Linked DNA regions of Zea mays: region 2 is linked to region 1. A link is a contact called in public Hi-C data. All regions are on one chromosome and are shown on one strand. The core of a region is the stretch at or near the end of the contact, and the rest is flanking DNA. Distances in the headings are between cores, read along the strand shown. Region 1 holds the start of LOC100382777. Region 2 has its middle 21 kb from the start of LOC100193197.

Region 1 (6,850 bases), core at 2,287-4,786:
AGTGGGTTACAACATAGTTCCTAGGCAACCACAGTTTTACTAATCCTAGATTAAAGTACACGATTTTGGTATATGGGCAAGAAACACCAATGGGGCAATATGCATTACTAAAATAGGCTAACATCATCTAGTTTTCATTTTCAAAACAGATAATCCACATGATAACAAACTCAAATTGTCTCGGATGTGAAGCAAGGTAATGAAGTTACAGTAGACCACAATAGCTAAGGCAGCAGATACAGTATGTCGAATAACTTTCCATGCCTAACACATTATACGGCATCTAATAACATATGGCAGAATATCACTTATTGCATTGTCCCTTTCACGCATTCACGAAATGAGCTGACGAACCCTAAAAAGCCACCGCCCCGAAATTCAGCGCATATCGAAGCGTTAGCCCACCGTAGTTGGATCGCTCGTATAAACGATAGGTTCGGCAACCACGAGGTCCGCACGTCTTAACGCCTACCGCGAGGCCCACCAGCTGACCTTGGACCGGGAAAGCGTGAGAATTGCAGACGCAAATGGGCTGAATCACGCTCGTGTTCGTCAAACTTATAACCTGCAAAACGAATCGTGATGGTTTATATTGCTCAGGTCGTCGCGTGAACAAGAGATCGGACCGTAATAAGAATAGGAAGAGTTGTGTTTTTTGCCTTCAACCAAAGGCCTACTCCCCCATGCAGATCAAGATGGAAATACAAATCTTAGATCCAGTAGATCAGAATGCTAATGCAAATCTTCTTAAATTGGCAGGGATGCTGACACAAAGCAAGCTCAAAGTGTAGAACCTAAGAACGCCTAGGTTCCATACTCTGGTCATGAGTTTCTCAACTTGGTAACAATTCCTAGATGTAATGTATTAGAAAGGGCATAATGTGCACTTGAATAGGAAGCAAAGCGCAAAAATTCATGACTCACCAGTCCTATTAAATGCACGAAAATATTAGCTTGTTAGGAAATGCTGAGTGGTGTTGCCACTTGCCTCAGTGCTTTGAATAATAGATGGGTTTACCCAGCTTCCTGCTATAACTAATATATGAACTAATTCAAAAACTATTACCACACGCATTAAGTTAGATGCGGAATGAACAAGAATTTACCAATTCCAAAACAAGCTTCACGACAAACTATAGACATGCAACATGCATGATAGAATTTAACAAACATATACATGCAAAATTTAAAGTCAACAAAGCAAAGAATCAGGAAATCAACACAACTACACAGTCCATATCCACATATATAAGAAGTTTCACCTTGTAATGCTTCCAGAGCAATTGTAGCCTGAGCAGGGTTGTCAAAATCAACGAAACACAACACATGTGGATCTCCACCAGGCTGCAGAAAGGTTGAGAGATAAGAATCATCCATCGCTAGAGCAGTAAATTTCTAATGGGTCAAAGGGTGCAGATAGTTAACTTACATGTCTGGACTCCTTGTTGACAAGACGAACTTCACGAAAACCAACAAATGGGCGAAATATATCTAAGGAATCAAAAGGTTAAGGAACAAAAATATTTTAAGAGAATGGCAACATACACAGGTACCGCCAATCAGTACTTCAGATTAAACAAGACTTGAAGCATATAAACAGAAAGAAACCAGAGAAGATGAACAATATGAAGATTTAGGCATTGTTTGGGTACTCTAGTCACCATAATCCACATGTATTGAGGTGTACCCCAATCCACACCCCAATCCACCTCAATATATATGGATTGTGGTGAATACTACAGTACTCAAACAAAGCCTTACAGAGTCGGGGAGCACCATAAGTCTTTCAACAAAAGCAGACAAACTGTAGAATGTGACATTTAAGGGCTTGTTCGTTTCACCGTTAATCCATGTGGATTGGGTGGTATTGAGTCGGTTTAAATCCATAACAAGTCAAAATCCATCCCAATCCATTTCAATACACATGTAATTGGAATAACCGAACAAGACCTAAAGGGGGTCAACGGAATGTTCAAAGCTAGCAAGACACATTTAGAAAAATAAGTTTAGCAAAGGACAATAATGATATTTTGGAGAAGGATACGTGAAACCTCCCGTCGTGTGCAGTTTGCAGGTAAGCCCTCAATATATAGAGTGCTTGATGCATCAGGCGGAAGAGGTGGCTCAGGTCTGCCACCATATCCCATCCCTCTGCTGTCCATACCAACAACACCCATCATACGCTGACCATCAACACCATAGCCAGCCATCCCTGCAGCCATTCCAGCACCCATCCCTGCAGTCATCCCTGCAGCCAATCCAGCACCCATCCCGGCAGCCCTAGAAGTGTCATTTGCACCGACGGAGGCCATCTATGAATTTATCACACAGATAAAAGGCATGTCAATAACTCTGTGCTCTGACCAAAAAAAAGGTAGTACAATATGAAAACTGTGTTTGTACCCCATTGCGCAAGTAACGGTCATAAGATGCCCCAAGTGTGTCGTTCTCTCTGAGGGAATGGTATCCTGACCTGTCAGTTTCACGTGGATAATATCCTGTCATGTCTTGCCCACCAGACACATCTGCGAAAATGGAAGAAGAAATCAAAGATCACCCCCAAGCCTCACCTCCAACTATCGCGTGTAACCAAGATAACGATTTCACCAGAAAGTTCAGGATTTTGTTACAGAAGACAACTACAAAAAAAACTCCCGGTCTCAGCTTCACTTTTTTACTGATGACTATTTTAATAAGTTTGAATAGTGAAAAAATCCCTGAGCACCAAAATCGACCAATCAATAGGCCGACCGATCCAGGAATACATGAAAAGTGCAAGATCAACGATGATTTTGTTTCTGTAAAAGCCCTGTGATACGGCAAGTCGGCAAGCATCCTTTTCCACCCTAAGCCAAATCAGCATATGGCTAAGCAATATCATTACATAATTTTCTCCCCAAATCAACAATCCCAACAACTGTAGCTCAAGAATAGTCAACAAGGACACAATTCTCAATATAGTGCAACGAACGTAGCTTGTCACCTAAACTATGGCAGACAGCCCAGATGCATGGAGAATCTCCCAACCAAAACTGCTCTGCAGATCTAAACGCTGGATCTAAAATTACGAACCTAACAACCAGCAAGATACTCCTAAATCCCGCAAAGCACAGGCAACGAGGAGATCGGAGTCGGAGGGGGGAAATAGCCACAAAAAAAACAAGATCTGGTGATCGTCCCGTACAAAAAAAAAGAGGGGAGGGGGGGGGCACGAACCACCGAAGTCGGGGCGCGCACGCTTGAGAGGCGGCGCAGCGGCGGCCTGCTGCGCCATGGCGGCGGCGGCAGCCTGCTGGTTCATAGCCGCCGCCGCACTCCCGACCGTCTGGGCCGCGGCGACGGTCGCCGCGGGAGCCATCCCCGCTGCGGCCGCCGCGGCGGCCACCATCGCCTGCTGCTGCTGCCGCGCATCAGCGTACCTCCAGTAGTTCTCGGCGGCCATGGCGTCTGATCGTGCCGCGCGGCGGGTGTGGCGAGGCGAGGGGAGTAGAAGTGGACAACTGCGTGCGGCTAGGGTTTCGGAGCCGAGGTTGCGTTCTGGCAAATCTGGTCTGGGCGACTTGCGGAAACAATTGGGACGGGCAGGTAATTGAGGGAGTCGGTCGTGAGGCTGGATACTTGGGCTGGGCTTTATGCTATCTACAGCTGCCCTTTCGATCTCAAAACTTAGCGTACGCTTGGTCCGCTTTTTAAACTAGATTAGCTGTTAAAAAATTTAGAATAGATTTCTAAAAATCTACATATTTCTCTAGTTTAACTTGGAATCAACTTTTACCCTACATTTTCTAAATTTTTATCATACATGTTACAAACGATTTTGATCATATAGAATCTATGTTTGACAGTTGTTCCAACCAAACAAAATATAATTTTTACAATCGTCGTTCACAACAGATTTCTTACGTCTCACAGTTAGAATCGAATTTTTAGGAATCTACTCGAACCAAATAGACCCTTTGATGTTTTGCACGATTATATATAAGATAAGCTAATGGTAGCCTTATAAAGCAGTTTCGCGGATGCTTGACACGGATATATAAAATAGGAAGGATTGGTAGTATGTTTTATTTAGTAAGAATATAGAAAATAAACTCATTTCGAGTTGAGAGCGGAGCGGACATGAGAAAGGGGAGAGGGAGACATCTACTGGTACATAGAGATGGGAGAGTATCCAATTTGGGGTACGCGTGGAGTCAACACCCTTTTTCATATGCATTCACACTCCGCTAGAGATGTGTTAGTAACAGATGACCCTTTTTCGCATGAGGGGCACAATAGGGGTGCTACTGGACATAGCCTAAAAGTCAATCAAGTGGCATGAGAATACAGCTCAGATTAGGAGAAAATGTATCTAATGTAAAAAGGTATCTCGCTACACTTTTCGTCATACCATGTAGATTTTTTCAAGGCATGCAACTTCACTCTAGCTGTTAGGCTTTCTCCAATGGTGTAACACCCTGAATTTGGGTATAAAATTTCTTCTCTAATGTCTACCAAATTCAGGTGTTACCTCTTGTTTCTCTCTCTAGTCTTCCTCTCTCCTCTTTTTATTAGAATCATGTCTATTAGGTCGGAGATTAACTATTTCTTTACTCTATATCAAAACCTATGTGAGTCATGGGACGTTGAATCATGCTAGGCATAAATTATCATTTTGTTTGATGCACATGTTTGAATTGTTTGAATTTGAATTTGGAGCATGTTTGAATTTGAATTCAAAAGAAAAAAACAAAAGGAGAAAGGATTAGAAATTCGGGAATAAAGGAAAAAAGGAAAAGAAGCCCGAAGTCCCCCCCTCCTCAGCCCGCTCGGCCCAGTTAGCCACGCCCGCGTCCGCTGACAGGTGGGCCCCACGTGTCGACGCCGCGTCTCACTTTGCTCGTCCACTCTCTCCCTCTTAAAAGGGAAATGGGGTTAACCATTTTCTATAATCGATTTTGGTGGTTGATGTACAACACAAACCACATGACTAACTAGTTTGTCTAGATATCATTTATCTCAGATGCATAAGGTTCAACACAAACTAAGAAAGAAATTCAGTTAGGGACTCAATCAAAAATTGGAGCAAGACATAGAGTGTGCTGTTTTTTGGCGCACCGGACAGTGTCTGGTGTGCACCGGACACTGTCCAGTGCACCAGGCCAGGCGCCCTCCAAACCAGCCACTCTCGGGAATTCTGCAGGGGCACTCCACTATAATTCATCGGACTGTCTGATGTGCCACCGGACTGTCCGGTGAACCAGCGGAGCAACGACTCCCTGCGCGCCAATGGTCGACTGTGCAGAGCTACAGTGGTACACAGTGCCACGACAGAAGTCAAAGCGCAGAAGTAAGAGGCCACCGGACTGTCCGGTGTGGCACCGGACTGTCCGGTGCAGCTAGAAGACAAACGTCTCCAACGGTTGCGCTGAGGTGGCGCGCACCGGATAGTGCACAGTGGCTGCCCGGTGGTGCACCGGACTGTCCGGTGCGCCCATCGCCAGCAAACTATCCTAAGCATTTTATATCCTGCAAACTATCCTAAGCATAAGATTAGGAAAATTCATACTAGGAAACCTCATTCTGTTTTTCATCATGCATTTATTTATAAACATGAGGCTTCTAGTTCTAGGCATACCACTAATGTTAAAATGCCTAAGAAGAAAATTCCTAATGCATCAAATGAGCATAATGTTTCATTCAAAACTTTTGATGCTTCTTATGTGCTAACTAACAAATCAGACAAAGTAGTTGCCAAATATGTTGGGGGTAAACACAAGAGTCCAAAAACTTGTGTTTGGGTATCCAAGGTGCTTGTTTCTAATGTCAAAGGATCCAAGACCGTTTGGGTACCTAAGAACAAGGCCTAAATTTGTTTTTGTAGGTTTATGCATCCGTGGTTCAAGTTGGATAATCGATAGCGGGTGCACAAACCACATGATAGGGAAGAAAAGGATGTTCTCCTCATATGAGAAAATGAAGATCCTCAAAGAGCTATTACATTCGGGATGGAAATCAAGGTTTGGGTAAAATAGCTATATCTCCTGACCATTCTATTTCCAATGTTTTTCTTGTAAATTCTTTAGACTACAATTTGCTTTCTGTTTCTCAATTATGCACAATGGGCTATAACTGTCTATTTACTAATGTAGGTGTTACTGTCTTTAGAAGAAGTGATGATTCAATAGCATTTAAGGTAGTGTTAGATGGTCAGCTATATTTAGTTGATTTTAATGATAACAAAGCTGAACTAGACACTTGCTTAATTGCTAAGACTAACATGGGTTGGCTCTGGCATCGCCGACTTGCCCATGTTGGAATGAAGAATCTTCATAAGCTTCTAAAGGGAGAGTACATTTTAGGACTAACAAATGTTCATTTTGAGAAAGACGGGATTTGTAGCGCATGTAAAGCAGGAAAGCAGGTTGGAGTTCATCATCCACACAAGAACATCATGACGACTGACAGGCCGCTCGAGCTACTCCACATGGATCTATTCGGTCCGATAGCTTACATAAGCATCGGCGGAAGTAAATACTGTCTTGTTATTGTGGATGATTATTCTCGCTTCACTTGGGTATTCTTTCTTCAGGAAAAATCTCAAACCCAAGAGACCTTAAAGAGATTTTCTTAAGACGGGCTCAAAATGAGTTCGGATTGAGAATCAAAAAGATAAGAAGCGGCAATGGGATGGAGCTCAAGAATTCACAAATTGAAGGTTTTCTTGAGGAAGAGGGCATCAAGCATGAATTCTCTTCTCCCTACACCTCAACAAAATGGTGTAGTGGAGAGGAAAAATAGATCTCTACTGGATATGGCAAGGACCATGCTTGATGAGTACAAGACACCGGACCGGTGTTGGGCGGAGGCG
Region 2 (7,206 bases), core at 4,386-6,885, 140 kb before region 1:
GAAAATGTAATAACATTTACATCCATACCTGGGCGTTCTGGAGAAGCCTCGTAGTCGACCAGGTCTTCTCCCAGCAGGTCATCCTCTTCCATTGATGTCGGCGTGTCGTCGGAGGCTTCCTGGCGAACGGCGGACGGTCCGCGCAGAAGGGTCGGACGGTCCGCGCCTGGTGCAGGTTGTCCGGAGGCTTCCTGGTGCAGGACGAACGGTCCGCGTGCAGGGGTCGGACGGTCCGTGCCTGATGCAGATTGTCCAGCCTTGCTGGTCGAGCTATCAACCATACCTACAGGGTGCTGCACAAGTGTAGCCGTTTGTTTTTCCTCAACGACCTTTGGTCTCCATTTCTTTTGTGGTGGCGGGTACTGTGGATGTGTGTCATTGAATATCTTTTCCGCCTCCTTCTCCTGGCTCTCCTTTGCTCTTAGGCGCTGTAATTTCCGCTTTTGGGACCGTGTCAATCCCGCTGGGCACCATCGAGGCATGGAGTATTTTGGATCGGCTGTTTTGATGGTAGCCGTACCCTTTTTGGTTGTGTTGGCCGATTCACCAAAAATCATTGGCCCTTTATTGTCTTCCTGTATGACAACATCTGCAGTGCCTATTTTAATGATGTCCTTTTTTGTTGTTCTTTGAGTTGCTGCAGGCATATGCCCCCCTGCCGGATTGGTCGGCCTTGTAGGCCGAGTAATCCGGCAATCTTGTTGGGCCTGTGCCTGGTGACCGGATTCAGCAGCGCTCAATCGGTCTTGTACTGGCGGCGCCGACCTGTCAAAAACAGATGTTTGGGGTGCCCCCAGACAGGGTATTGTGGCATCCCAAATGGATATGGTGGCATGCCCCACATTTGATTTGGGACATATGGTGGAGGTAAGTATGTGTATGGATATGGCATAGACGGATAAGGGGGTGGAGGTGTCCATGTCGGCATGTTAGGTCTCAATTGTACAGTATGACCTTTCATTTCTTCCGATTGGTGGGGTGGTCCAATCGGCCTGACCTGACGTTGCTCATGAATGGGTGAGCGGGGTCACTTTGCTGGCCGGTCGCTGGGGTCGACCTTCTTTTTCACGTATTTAGACAACAATTGATCAAAAGTCGGGCCAGGCTTGACCAGCCGACCAGCTGCTTTAAATGTATTTGTTTTCCACGTACCTATCTCTGGTTGTCGTGGTTTGAAGGTACGTGGCCGCTGTGAGTCCTGAGCATGGCCGGACCGTCCGCTGGAGTTCTCCGGACCGTCCGGAGAAGCGTTGGACCGTCCGCGTCTGGATGGCGGACTGTCCGCGATGCGCAGCACGAGTTCCCGCAACTGTCTCCCTGTCTGCGCTTGCCCCCAGTGCTAGAGGTTGTGATGGTCACCTTCAGAGTCTCCCCTCCATCGGGAGTCTTCTCGGCCACCACTTTCCTGCAAGAAACTTTACAATCCCCATCGGCCTTTTTAGCATCGCCGATGATTGTTTCTTTGCCTTTGCCTTTATCGGCTGTGTTTGGCCGAACCAGGACTTTTTTGCCCTCGAAGTCGATCATGTTTATCGGAAAGGGCTCTGTATCAACCTGCATTTCCTGGAATTTCAATCGTCCCTCGTTAATGGCCGATTGAATCTGTCGCCGAAACACATTACAATCATTAGTGGCATGAGAAAATGAGTTATGCCACTTGCAGTACACACGATGTTTTAGCTCGTCGGCGGATGGAACAGTGTAATTTATTTTAATGTTGCCATTTTTGAGTAATTAGTCAAATATTTTATCACACTTACCAACATTAAACCTAAACTTAACCTCCTCTTGCCGTTTCTTTTGAACCGGCTGTAAGGAGGAACAAGCCGAAGATTTGGCCTGTTTTGGCCAAACCATTTCAGCAGCATATACTTCTACTGATTCATCATCTGAGCTACTTTGGTCGCATTCTACTATATGTACGTTGTGACGAATTGTTTTAGCAGTTTCTTTGCTCCGGCTTTCACAAGCCAAAGCTCTCTGGTGTAACTGTGCTAGTGTAAAAAATTGGATGCATTCTAATCTTTCTTTTAAATAATATCGTAGACCATTAAAGGCTAATCCTGCTAGCTGTTTTTCTGCTAAATGAATTTGGAAGCATCGGTTTCTTGTATCTCGGAATCTCCGGATGTAATCATTAACCGATTCATGTTTTGCTTGTCGCAATGACACTAAATCTACCAAATCCAACTCGTAGTCACCGGAGAAAAAATGATCATGAAATTTTTGTTCTAGATCCCCCCATGATGAAATGGAATTAGGAGGTAAAGTGGCATACCATGCAAACGCGGTTCCTGTTAGAGATAATGAAAACAAACATACGCGAAATGCCTCCGTGTCGGCCAATTCTCCTAATTGTGCTAAAAACTGGCCTATGTGTTCGCGCGTGTTCTTTCCTTGATCACCCGAAAATTTTGCGAATTCGGGTATCCTGGTTCCCTGTGGGTATGGGTGGTGATCAAATCGGCTGTCATAAGGTCTCCGATATGATTGCCCCCCAGGGACCATGCTTACTCCGAGCTTATCTCGGAACGCCCCGACTATTTCTTCCCTTACTATATCAATGGAAGCCGGTGCAAGACCACCGGCTCTCTGGTCAAACATAGGTGGGGTTGGTTGGATGTTAGTATGTTGTCTTTCCCCCCATTGGTTTGAGCTACATGGTGCATTTCTGTTTGCCCTATATGGCTCATAGGTTTGATCGTTTCTTTCCGGCCTTCTAGGTGGGGCCGGAAAGCTTTCCTGAGCTCTGGATCTTGAATTAATGGGCTGGTGCATTGCATAGTGTGATGGGAAGTGTTGCTGGGACGGGTGAGGATTCGGGTAATAATCTTTCTCAAAAGACTCATGCGCGGACTGTCCGGATATGTACCCGGACCGTCCGTGGTTATATGCGGACCGTCCGTCGTTGTATGCGGACAGTCCGACTGGGTAGTTTGGGTTCTGTGATGTATGTGGTGGCTCGGGTGCATGTCTAGGTAACTCATTAAAAATAGGCCCGACCGTGGCTGGCCCGGACGGTCCGCGCTCACGTGCGGACGGTCCGGACATGTGCAGATCGGCTGTTTTGCTGCCGATTTGCGGTTGCTCAGGGTACGTGTCCATCGGCATCCCATAAAGGGGTTGTGACTGGTCGTGACAACCTCTAGCCGATGTATTACGTGTGTTATCCCCTAATTCAACCTCGTGTGAAGGAAAATTTGCTATATTAGATTTATCAAATGCACGTACTAGTCTCCTATAATCGTTTTGCATATCCTCTATGATATTTTGCATTTGTTCACGCTGTTCATCTACATAATTCTTAAGAGATTGCAGCTCGTTTGTATTACTTACATTGGGGATATCTGGCGTGGGTCGCAGTGAAGCCGGATCCGTCGCCCGATGTCGGACGACCTTGTTGTTCCTCTCCACTTTGAAGTTGGCCAAGAACCTTGCTTTTGCCTCCTGAATCATCTGCTCCTTATGCTCCTCGAACTGGAGCTGTTCGTCAGCCGGCAAGGTTTCCCAAGTCGGCTCTATGATGTTGCTTGGAGAGACTTCAGAACTATCCTTCGAACCGGCCATTGAGGGCCGATTTGATAGGTCTAAATATGTCTTCCCCAGCGGAGTCGCCAAAAAGTATGTTGACGTCTTTTCGGAGCGCCAAACACTCAACAAGAACCGTGGCGGTGCTCTCTAGTCAGGCGCGGACGGTCCGCGGCCTGGGGCCGGACGGTCCGCGACCTGGTGCAGGGGCTAGGGTCCTCTGCCTGACGGCCGGACGGTCCGCGCCCTGGGGGCCGGACGGTCCGCGCGTACGCAGAGGCGGCGGAAGTCGCCGGCGGCGGCCTGGATCTCGCTCTCGGGAGGGACCCCGTCGGGGAGGAGAGATCCTAGGTGATGTCTAGGCTCGGCAGGCCGACCTAGACTCTTCTAATCGGCGTAGAGTCGAAGAGAAGCGAGAAATTGGAGATCGAGAGGCTAAACCTAAACTAGACTAGAACTACTCCTAGGATAAAATGCGAAATAGAAGTGTTTGATTCGATTGATGATGATTACAAATCGGCCGTAGACCTCTCTTTTTATAGAGGAGGGGGGCTGGACCCTTTACACGACTGGATTCCGAGCTGATTCCACGAATCTAGCTAACAAACATAGCACAAAACTCGGAACCCTAATCTACTTTGCGCATGCGCGGACCGTCCGGCCCACAAGCGCGGACTGTCTGGACCGCGGACTGTCCGGCCTCAAGGCCGGACCGTCCGCGTGCTTATTTTGGTGCCAAACAGACCCAGAGGAATGGAGGTGATTCGAAAGGCTAAAACATGCATCTTTGATATTAAAAATTAAATAGAAAAGGGATTTTATTCTCGTGAATCCACCTCATCATCTAGCTTCCAAACAAACCCGAAAACTAAAATACTCTGAAATGTCTCAAGAAAACCTTTTTTTCCTAACGTCCTTTTTTCACTAGCATTTGTTAATGGTGGGCACCTGTGCGGTAAACGAGGTGGGCACCGATGTCAAAATCCACCATTACGAATTTACTTTTAAGCAGCGAACACATGTCTATGTTTGAATACAAAAGAGTTTATAGTTAGCTACTAAAATTAGTTAGAGACATCTAAACAATCGAACTAATAATTTAGCTATTAGCTACTTTTAGTTGTAGACATCCAAACATCTCTAGCTAATAGTCCAGCTAGCTATTGGCCTCACACTAACTATCCATTAGTTATTAGCTGGTCTAACCTAGCTAAAAGTAGCTAATAGTTAGCCAACTATTTGTTAGTTATTAGCTAATTTCAGTAGCAACTTTTTAACATCTAACTATTAGCCTCTAGTGCGTTGAAACGGGCATTAATGCTACGTATTTCAAACAGAAGTTAAACTACGTAGGTCCTATTTGGGAGGGCTCCTAAATTTGGCTTTGGCCCCTCCCAAACGGTTTCAAAATAAGAGCAGCCAACAAAGAGCACTGACGAAGAGTCAGAGCTATTTTTATAGAGAGAAGCTGGAGCCAAAAAGCTTCTTGCGGCTCCTCCCTTCTCTATTTTGCCCTTCTCTCACGTCAAGAGTAGCCGTTTTGCCAAACGATTTGTTAAAAACACTGGCTTCTATGGGGGAGCTGAGCTGCTCTTGAAAAAAGTAGGAACCGGAGTTATTTTTAGAGTAGCCGGAGCCGTGCTACATAGACCCCTTATAAAGAGTAGATGTTCATCTTATATGTATTACCATCACATGATATATGTACACCTACAAGACAGTTATACCATCCTCAAGTTTGCTCTTGCTACTGATTTCAAATATGGATACTGCTGTTTTCTCAGGTGGTACGGTGGTTGTTTTATTAAACAGTCACAGAGTATGCCCGCGGAGATTTGAAAGGCGCGGATGGATGTACACGGCAGGAAAGGACGTGACAGACTCTAGCAGACAGCTTGCCGGGGCTCGTCGTCCTGGCCGGGCCATCTATCGAGCGACGGCAACAAATTAAAGGCAACGCCGGCCAAGCTACGGCTCTGGTTCAAGCAGCTACTCGTGTGGCCAAGCCGGAGAACCCGGAGGCGACGACCACGGCGCAGGGCAATGATCCAGAGAGATCGACCTGGGGCAGCCTTTGTCGGTCGGCGCGGGTGGCGTGGGTGGGTGGCGCCCTCCCAACACCAACAGAATGGCTTGGGCCACCTCTCGTCCAGCCTTTCCCTGTCGTCATGTTCACGCGTGTCCTCTCCCTCCGTACCGGTGCAAAATGAATGGGACCAAATAGTAGTAACTCCACTATTCTCTCACTCCTACACGGGCCTTGCGAAACAAATAGTTATTGTTTATGTGGCTACTAATAGCTCACTCCTAGTCCTAGCTAAAGTGCTCCTTTAATTTAGAGGGGGTAGGAATTTCACACAAGAAAACCTTACACAGATTTTACATGAAACAGTTTTTAAAATACAGAAAAAAAATGCTCTTGTAATCTAACAAAAGGATCTAAAACTGGTACTGGTTGAATGAATTGTTGTTGCTTTTTTATATTAAAAAATGCCGTATGTATGACTTGTACTGTTGATTGACCACACAGTGACCACCAGCTAATAATTGCCAATCGGTGGTAGGACATGATGCTTTGGTGATAAATAGCTAGACGACACCATGCATGTCAATCCGTGTCTACTGCAACTAATCAGAGGGGAACAACAGACACATGACGAGCTGTCCCCTTCACTTTCACCCACATAATAAAATTAACCTCTCAAGGCACTTGGATATTTTTGCTTATACCTTCTTGCGGTTGGTTATTATTGGCTCATGATAGTTAGGGGATGATGTTTGGTTCCCAACTTCTAAACTTGGGTCTCCAAACTGCTAATAAACATTATGACAGAAGGAGACCTTCCATCATGTGGAAGCAAACCAACTAGGTTAAGCTTAGTATTACCCAAACAAAATTAAATGACTAACTAGCTAATATGGTGCTTTTAGTTACAAACCAATATGGTGCTTTTAGTTACAAACTAACTAGCTGAAAACTAGGTGCTAAAAACACACCACTGTACGTTTTACTATCGGTCGAAGAGGCATTCTAATCATCATATCATATCGGATCAGACGTTGGGGAAAGTGGAGAAGATGATCGAACACGTGTTGTGCCCCGTGGGCCAGGGCAACTGCTGCCTGTCGCCTCAGTGTTGCGTAGCATTGTTTCAGGTAAGATCACATCAAGAGTTTGGACGCTGGTGTGCAGCCGTGCAGGTGTCCCCTGAGCTGTACGATCGGATCCTACTCCATGCTGATCGTCATCTCTCTCTCTCTCTCCCTCATTCAACGGAAGAGGACGTCCGTCCAGGTGAAACTGTTGGACGCCGATGTCAACAGTCGCACTGGACCAGTAGTCCCAGTACGTCTGTACTGTAATCATATATACCTTATGGTATTAATAGTTTTTTTCTACAACATTGCTTAGTTTTAAAAATATTTGACCAAGAATCGAGTTTTTTAGAATTGTGACCATTTTCAGGATGGAGGGAGTAGTAAAATAGTAGCGCAGCTAGCATGATTCTGCAAGCTCGCGTGTGGCACTGCCATGTCCAGAAATGTATAGCTTCTGCAGGCATATGCTCTTGTGCTTCGCACAATTGTAGCACGTTACTATGCTCTTGTGCGTCGCATAATTTCTGCGACCATATGCCCTTTTACCATGCTACGATATCAAACAGATTCTGCAGAATA

What was found. A called contact is a pair of places that touch in the nucleus more often than the background predicts.
Region 2: a Hi-C map of tassel shows a contact between it and region 1, with 2.2 times the contacts expected there. The contact joins the enhancer-like site here to the promoter of LOC100382777 in region 1. A contact is called at or near these places in 4 of 25 Hi-C or Micro-C datasets (ear, leaf and tassel).

The regions. Positions count from the first base shown.
Region 1 is chr4:222,276,761-222,283,610 of Zm-B73-REFERENCE-NAM-5.0, reverse strand. It overlaps LOC100382777, which reads right to left and starts at 3,536. Exons shown (of 6, transcript NM_001175486.1): 1 at 3,217-3,536; 2 at 2,404-2,525; 3 at 2,045-2,312; 4 at 1,430-1,491; 5 at 1,263-1,344; 6 at 110-565. The coding sequence starts at 3,442. The coding sequence ends at 462.
Region 2 is chr4:222,422,725-222,429,930 of Zm-B73-REFERENCE-NAM-5.0, reverse strand. No RefSeq gene overlaps it. Among protein-coding and RNA genes, the nearest start is that of LOC100193197, 21 kb to the right of the region's middle. Within about 2 kb of position 5,635, at least 19 of the 20 cell types and tissues checked have an H3K27ac peak or open chromatin away from gene starts, as enhancers often do. A contact at or near this core is called in ear, leaf and tassel, where this site is marked.